Regions from separate parts of the Mus musculus genome. Here region 1 is linked to region 2. The links are chromatin contacts, called in public Micro-C maps. All regions are on one chromosome and are shown on one strand. The core of a region is the stretch at or near the end of the contact, and the rest is flanking DNA. Distances in the headings are between cores, read along the strand shown. Region 1 holds the start of Spin2c (spindlin family, member 2C). Region 2 holds the start of Nbdy (negative regulator of P-body association).

What was found. Hi-C and Micro-C count contacts between places; a contact is called where the count stands out from the background.
Region 1: a contact with region 2 is called in a Micro-C map of granulosa cells, with 4 times the contacts expected there. The contact joins the promoter of Spin2c here to the promoter of Nbdy in region 2. A contact is called at or near these places in 4 of 39 promoter capture datasets (cranial neural crest, liver, second pharyngeal arch cranial neural crest and 1 more), 3 of 484 Hi-C or Micro-C datasets (granulosa cells, reprogramming fibroblasts and uterus), 1 of 115 datasets of contacts at active chromatin or transcription factors (embryonic stem cells) and 1 of 9 other capture datasets (adipose tissue).

The regions. Positions count from the first base shown.
Region 1 is chrX:153,829,663-153,833,985 of GRCm38.p6, forward strand. Spin2c (spindlin family, member 2C) reads left to right here and starts at 2,631. Exons shown (of 2, transcript NM_001005370.1): 1 at 2,631-2,886; 2 at 3,529-4,323. The coding sequence starts at 3,531. The coding sequence ends at 4,304.
Region 2 is chrX:153,721,507-153,725,732 of GRCm38.p6, forward strand. Nbdy (negative regulator of P-body association) reads left to right here and starts at 2,048. Exons shown (of 4, transcript NM_027327.1): 1 at 2,048-2,431; 2 at 4,199-4,226.

The DNA.
Region 1 (4,323 bases), core at 1,381-3,880, 110 kb after region 2:
TCCTCCTTAGAATGGGGAACAAAATACTCATGGAAGGAGTTACAGAGACAGAGTTTGGAGATGAGAAGGAAGGAACAATCATCCAGAGACTGCCCCACCTGGTAATTCACCCCATATACAACCACCAAACCCAGACACTATTGCATATGCCAGAAAGTTTTTGCCGACAGGACCCTGATATAGCTGTCTCTTGTGAGGCTATGCCAGTACCTGGCAAATACAGAAGTGGATGCTCATAGTCATTTATGGGATGGAACACAGGGCCCCCAATGGAGGAGCTAGAGAAAGTACCCAAGGAGCTGAAGGGGTCTGCAACCCTATAGGAGGAACAACAATATGAACTAACCAGTACCCCCAGAGCTCGTGTCTCTAGCTGCATATTTAGCGGAAGATAGCCTAGTCAGCCATAATTGTGAGGAGAGGCCCTTTGTCTTGCAAACTTTATATGTTCCAATACAGGGGAATTCCAGGACCAGGAAGTGGGAGTAGGTGGGTTGGAGAGCAGGGCAGGGGGAGGATATAGGGGAAGTTCGGGATAGCATTTGAAATGCAAATCAAGAAAATATCTAATAAAAATTGTTTTTGAAAAAAAAAGTAGGCTTCAAAAGATAAGTATGGCCATCATTGGAAAGAGAGGCCCATTGGTCTTGCAAACTCTATATGCCTCAGTACAGGGGAATGCCAGGGCCAAGAAGTGGGAGTCAGGGGTGGGGTGGGGGGAGGGGAGTGGGCAGGGAGGGTATGGGGGGACTTTTGGGATAGCATTGGAAATCTAAATGAAGAAAATACCTAATAAAAAATTCACTGACACACACACAAAAGACAAACCAATGTAAGTTGAGAGCTGTCTGTAAATGAAGTATCAATTTTTCATTGTCCATTTATAACTTTAAGGGAAGATTTGTACATGAAGCACTTTCATCAAAAATAAATAAGTAAATAAATTTTAAAAAGATAAGTATTATATAAAACAAGCATTTAGAATTTAAGAAATTGGCCAGGTATGGTGATGCATGCCTTTAATCCCAATACTCATGAGGCAGGGACAGGTTGATCTCTGTGAGTTCTAGGCCAGCCTGGTCTACACAGTAAGTTCCAGGACAACAGGGCTATATAGAGAGTCTGTCTCACAGACAACAATAACAAAAACAGCAACAAAACAACAACAAAAATCATCCAACCCACCAAACAAACAGAAATCAAGTAAAGTCAAATTTAAGAATCTCATGATTCTCCTTTAGGCTTGCTAGCAGTGTGATCATTCATAAATAAATAAAAAAATTCTTTAATATTCATGAGAGTAGATTAATGTAGTAAGAGAAAGCTGTGCTAGCTAGATGATACTAAGATGAGTAATATTTTTAAAAACTGTAGAATATCTTTTACATTATTTTATTTTGGTGGGGGGGTACATGTATGTGGAGGTCAGAGAACAGCTTGAGGGAATCAGTTCTCTCCTTCCACCATCATCTGAGTCTCCAGAATTCAAGTCAGCAGGTAAACACCCATGCTAAGCTTCTACACAAGCCCAATATTCTTATCAACTGGGTAATATGGACTTAGGTCAAAAACCCAAGGACTACCTCTTAGAAATGTCCTGTTAGGCTACTGAAGGGAACCATTAGTAGTTTTTCATACAGTATGAAGAACTTTACTTCATAAAGTATGATTGAAACTCTTTGCCATAAAACATAATATCCACATGTATATATACACATACATTGAAGACTATAAGAGTGAAGTCTGTGCTACAGAATTAAAATTTTCACCCTATTGGTGGTCTTTGTTTCTACTTTTAAAAGAGTGACTAAAAAAAAAATGAATGTTAACTCTGAAGTGAGGGTATTGTCTACTTCTCATATTGTCATACATGCTCTACATTCAGAAATATCCAAAATTGTTTTATAGATTATTTTTAACAACCACGTTTGCATAAGTAATGCAAGCTCTTTTAGGAGCATAGAAGCAAAGCACATAAGAACTACTATTTTGTGATGAGGCAAAGGGTTTGGGGAAGAAGTGAAGCTGATCTAATGTACGATTAAGAATCTTACACATGGTGCATAAAATTCTGTAGCTGGATTCCCGTCCTCAAGAAGATGAGCAATCAAGAAAACTTACTTATGAATCGGGTCAAACAAACAGGAGAGAAGAGAGCATTTTTTTTTTTTGTTGGTTTTTTTTCCCCTTCTTTTTCATCCTAGCTCCACTAGCCTAAAACAACCGGAAAGGCAGTTTTTGCATAAAGAAAACTCCATGAGGGCACGGGGTAAAGGAAAAGCAAATTCCTGAAGGATGGAAAGCAGATGCTGTTGGGGGCACTAAAGTGTAGAGTTGCAGGTGGGGGTGGGGAACCTGAACTGAAGGAGGGAATCCTTAGGAGCTGTGCGCAAGAAGGGTTGTGTGGGGGAAGGGTTGGCGTGTGTGTGGAGAATTCCTGGCTCCTGATTTGGCAGAAGAGATGAGGACAAGACCACATTCCCCAGCTTAGAACCACGGTGTGGAGTAGGAGAGGAGGCTGTTGAACCGTGTTTGGCAGGAAGGGGCGGCCTCTCGCGGGGCAGGAAGCTACGCTAGGAAAAGAGGGAGGAGACTGCAGTGGCAGCAGCGACTGCTGGAAGCTCTTAAGTGGCCCAGGTACTGCCGCCTCTGACACTCGGGAATAAGGTGAGAGAAAGCCCAGAGCGGGGACTTCCTGGATGCTCCCTTCTTTTGCCCCGCGGCTTTCCTAGACAGGCGCTTGGCCTTAGACTCCTGGCTCTGCTCTCACAGGCGCTCATTTGGCTGCTTGCCGGCTGATCATCCTTCGCTCCAGGCTCGCAGCGGAGGCAACAGTCTTCTGTCCGATTTGGGCACGTGAGTGCTGCAAACCCAGACAGTGAGCAGGTGAGCATCGGACTAGGTGCTGGAAAATTGGAATGGGTTCCTGCTTGTCAGGAAAATTGGAGGGAGTGCTAAGATTTGAGCTGAGGGAAACTCGGAACCGAGATTTGGGGGGCGGGGCACGGAGCAAGAAACCCGGGGAATCTTATACAAAGGTGGCCAGTGCATGAAACAGATTCGTGGTGCTGAGCTCAAAGGGAAACGGGGATGATTTGGAAGACACATGAAGAAGTGAGCACAGAGCAAGCATGGGTATGGGCAGTGAGGGCGGAATGAAAAGGAGGGGGAGAGTGGGTAAGAGACATAGAAATTTCACGGAGGGATATAGAGATATGGTATTGGGGTTATAAATAGGGATGGTGGTGCGGGGCAGCTGGGATGACTACGGAACTAGCAGAGAACCGGCTGTTTCTTTGCTTGGCTCTCAAGCGCTACAACTTCCACAGCGATCTCTTCACTAACTCTGTTGTGTAACCAAACAAGCCTGGAAAGAGGCTTATGCAGGCAGGCATTTAAACACATTTTGATATAGAATACTGCTACTGGACACATGTATATCATGCACAGGGACTTCCTAATCCACAGAAAAATAACCTTAATATTTGCATAGAATGTTTTTCCCTAGATTCTCTCCTCCTCTTACAGGTATGAAGACCCCTCACAAAAAAGGTGCAGCAAAAGAGCAAATGGGAGAAGGCGTAGGTCACCACATTGGCTCTACAACCATCAAGAAGAAAAAAGCTTCTCAGAAGAGGCAGAGGAGCAGATCTTCATCCCGTAGGAGCATCGTGGGCTGTAGAATTTCTCACGGGTGGAAGGAAGGAGATGAGCCGATCACACAGTGGAAAGGGACTGTGCTGGATCAGGTGCCTATCAACCCCTCTCTCTACCTGGTGAAATATGATGGGATTGACTGTGTCTATGGACTGGAACTTCACAGAGATGAAAGGATTTTAAAGCTTAAAATCCTTCCTGATAAGGTGTCGTTCTCTGGAGTCAGCGATGTGCGCCTTGCTAATACCATAATTGGCAAAGCAGTGGAACACATGTTTGAGGGTGAGCATGGCTCTAAGGATGAATGGAGGGGGATGGTCCTGGCTCAAGCGCCTATCATGAACGCCTGGTTTTACATTACTTATGAGAGAGATCCCGTTTTGTACATGTATCAGCTTCTGGATGATTATAAAGAGGGTGACCTCCGTATCATGCCAGAGTCCAGTGCATCTCCTCCAGCAGACAGGGAGCCAGAAGGAGTTGTAGATGGCCTGATAGGTAAACATGTGGAATACACCAAAGAAGATGGCTCCAAGAGGACAGGCAAGGTCATTCACCAAGTTAAAGCCAAGCCTTCTGTGTACTTCATCAAGTTTGACGATGATTTCCATATCTATGTCTATGACTTGGTGAAAAAGAACTCTTAGGGTAAAATTTGCATAGTGT
Region 2 (4,226 bases), core at 798-3,297:
TGTGTCACATCAAGACAAACTTATCATACATCAAACCTTCCTGATATTGCTAGAAATTTTAATTCTTGTCATTTTATCATTCATCTCTCTAAACTTGCTAAAACTATAGCAATGAAACAATTGGACCTCAATCTTTGCTCTGATTGATATATGTGGTCTTGCATATTTTTAGTTGGAACGTGCATGAAAAGATCACAAGGCTAATTATTTTGAGAACTGATATGGTCTTTAATTTGAACAATATAACAGCTGCAGTGTTCATTGGAGTGAAGGACTAACATTCGATGAGATGCAACCGTAGAAGATAAGGCATAGATTAATTATTTTCACTAAGGATGATCAGCTACCCAGAAAGGCATTTGGCAATATTTTGTGGTATTTTTGGTTATTATAACTGAGGTGCAAGAAGTACTACTGGTAGAGTCACAGCTTAGAATATTATTAAACACCCTACAGTGTACTGACAGGTCACCATCTCTCTCTCTCTCTCTCTCTCTCTCTCACACACACACACACACACACACACACACACACACACACACAACATCTACTTTCAGAGGTCATCAGCATAAGTTTTAGAAATTCTAGGCTACAGCCTTCTGATTTTTTTGCTTACTTTTCCTTTAACTTTGTCACAGCTTTTCTTCCATCTGCCATGACCTACCAGAATTCCATTTGTACTCAGTTCTATTTCTGTCTCTATTTTTTTCTTGGCATAGTACCCACACCCATAACTTCAACTATTACTCCTAGGATGTTGACTGCTATCATGTTTAAGTACAAATGTTCTTCTGGTTCTAAAGCATTCTCTCTAATATTCCTCACTGTTTTTTTCCCTTAGGATTTTCTGGTTCTAGTAGTAGCAGTTGATACCCTGATCTGTAAGGACTTAACTGGGGGCACATATTACATATTGGAGTTAGGAAAGGCAAAAATAGAAGTGATGTTATTAGATTTTAATTTTTTTTTAGTAAAAAAAAAACCCGTAGGGCTGTTGAATCTTACCAAATATCTATTGGTACCTTATTTATGTAAGAGACTGTGCTGGGTGCTTGGGGGGAAGGCAGCCATCTTAAAGGTGTGAGATAGCTATGGCAGTAACTGGTTTGAACGGATTATCCTTAATGTGGTATCATTTTGCACATAAATTATCATAGGTGGAAACCCAAATTCCAATAATTCAATTAATAAAATACAACAGAGCTTGGAGGCGGTTCGGAGTTTGTGTGACATTATAGATTGAGATTTCTCCATTATAAACCAATGAGGGTGGTAGTGGAAAAGTGGGGTTTCATTTATGCACAGGCAAGTGGCAGAGACATTAAGGTTATGGAGCGATGCCTGTCAAAGAAATTCAGAAGCTTTTTCTCTGTTTTGTGAACCTTCTGGTAACTGTTTCTGGTTCCTTACCATATAACATAGAATATAACATACCACAATAGTAAGATGAGTCATTGTTTTCCATAACCCTAAAAAAGAAATAAAATCTTGCCGATTAAACATGGAGTGTCACCCGTTGTCTGTTTTCAAAGAGATCTTGGCTGTTGGAATGAGAAAAAAAAATACAGTGAATTTTCAAAGATGACAAAATTTTAAAATTATAAAGTAAACAGAGGTCTTGGTTTATGATGAATTTATTGTGCGTCCATTTTCCACAACCGGTTTTCAATTTTAACACTGTAATCAATAAGTCAACGTGTTTGTACACAGCTTCCTAGATGGTTGTACCCCTTTCATGGCTCTGTGATGTGCTGTGCGTAAGGGACTGCAGTGTAAAACGCTTGATTTCTTTGGTTACAGCACTCCCGCGACCATGCCACACACTCATTGATTAACACCTGCCCCGTTGGCAAGTTACAGCAAATTAGTATTTTTTTAAATTAAATTGTACAAAACTCTCCATACAACTAATTAAACTGTGAGAGAGATGTGCTGTGGAAAAGCACTTTATTAAATGCGCTCCTTTTTTTTTTTTTTTCTCTTTGCATTCCATTCTCGTAGAAAGGTTAAAGTGGGCTGGGGAACGGAGCGCTGAGGAGGCGGAGAAGGGATATACGTCTCAGGATACAGGAAATACGGTAACAGCGAAACCAGGAGGAAGCCAGCCCCGTGCCTGGAGGGGATCCGCCATCTCAGATCTCGGCCTTGCCAGGGCCCACCAGAGAAAACTAACGCTCTGGTCCTGTCATACCTATGGGGGACCAACCTTGTGCCTCCGGGAGATCCACGCTCCCACCAGGAAATACGCGGGAACCCAAGCCTCCAAAAAAGCGCTGTGTCCTGGCTCCGCGGTGGGATTATCCCGAAGGGACTCCCAGTGGAGGTAGTAGCACTCTCCCCTCGGCGCCTCCTCCTGCATCTGCTGGACTCAAGTCGCACCCTCCTCCTCCGGAGAAGTAGTGAAATAGATTTTTTTCCCAGCCGAAATCAGGTCAGATTCTTTCGTTCTCATCTGGGACATCCAGGCTCTCTGAAACTTAATTATGCCTTTCCCCAGCTCTTCCCTGTTTTCCTGTTCTTTCCACAAATTCAAAGAGAAAAGAAACAAGTACAGGCATTGAAAAGTCTTTCTTTTTTTAAAAAAAAAGTATGCTTGGATGAAATAGGTATTTGATTGCGGTGAGTAATTAAGATATTTTACATGAGTTAATTGTAATTTTAAAAACTGCAGTGTTTTGATTTTCATGACAGGCCAAGGTATAGTGAGATACTAACACAATGTTCCCTGGCTAATAAATTAAAACTGGGTGGGGATTTACTATACTCTTCTGTTTTTGTGTATATATTGAAATTTTTTCCATTTAAAAATGCTTAGCCCAAGACCAAGTGTAAGGATGTACTAAAGGCCTAATGCCTGTGCCCAGAGGAGATTGTAAAGTGAGCTTTGAGAACTGGGTTTTTTTTTTTTCTGTGTAAGATGGTATTTAGTAAGTGAAAACAAGTTATAATATGATGGTCAAACCCAAGTACCATAAAAATGTGCTTGTTCAAGGTATTCAGGAATCATGGAGGATGGAGATGGCTCTTGATGGAGCCTGTTAGTCTTCAAGAGCCATCAAAGAGGAGGGGGGAATTTGTGGGTGGGCCTTAAAGGGTGAGTGACATCTACCATATGGGTTAGGATGCTTTTTAGGCCTAGTGTTTCTACAATGAAAGCCAGAGGGCAAGATTGTTCTGGGGCAGCGTGGCTGTAATTCTAAGTCTGTGAGAGAAGTGTGATACAGGGCTGTAGGCCTTGAGTGTTTTGCTAAGGAGTACGCAGTTTATTCTGGATGAACGAGTAGCATTGGAAATTTCCAAATAAGGACTATTTGTGTTTTAAGACTCTAACTCTTATTTTCACAGAACTAATAGCTCATTTGAATGAGGCTTATGTTAAAAAGAAAACAAATGAACAAGTTTGACTCAGGCTCACAGTTCTTCTTCATCTTCAATCTTTATGGAGCCCTTGCTGTGGTTAGGCCTTGAACAGGGAGGTGTGGGGGACAGATGACCAAAACTTAGCAGGAGTAAAATAGATATTTGAGCTAATCAATGAATATTATTGAGTGAACATTCTGGGTATCAGGTTTGTTGCTAAAGCATAAAAAAAATGGAGTCTCATTTCACCTAAAAGCAGTTGATTGTCATTCCAATAGGCCGGTCCTTCCCTCTTTTTTTTTTTTTTTTTTTTAAACCTCTATTCAGAGTGAAAATGGTAATTTAACAGGCAATAGGGAAAGAAATGCTCACCTAGGAAACAAAGGGGGCTATTCAGGGCAAGAAGTGTTTAAGAGCTGCGTAATTTTCCCCAGTGATTTAAAGCATACATAATTGTAATGGCGGATACTTGTTGAATTTGTGTGGTTGGTGTGTGTGTGCCATCTTTTTCTAAAGGATTTCGAATGCTTGCGTTTAATCACAACTCCACTAAAGGATGTTTGTATAGGCCTATAAGTTGCCACAAGTTGTGAGACACTTAAATGGCCTTGTTGAGATTTGCTTAAGAAAGAAAATGCAAGCATTGGTTCCAGAATTGATGCTGTGAGCTGCTGTACAGAACATACCCCCTAATTCTGTGGACCCAGTTATTGAATAGGAATGCACCATTGAATTGGGAGCTGAAAGGAACATAAGGAACTGAAAAGGCCAGAAGAAAATGAGACAGACTATAGTGACAGAAGAAGAAAGGACTTCACCTTCTTTTACTGTTTTCCAGTTTGTGAGGGACTGCAGTATGGCTTCAT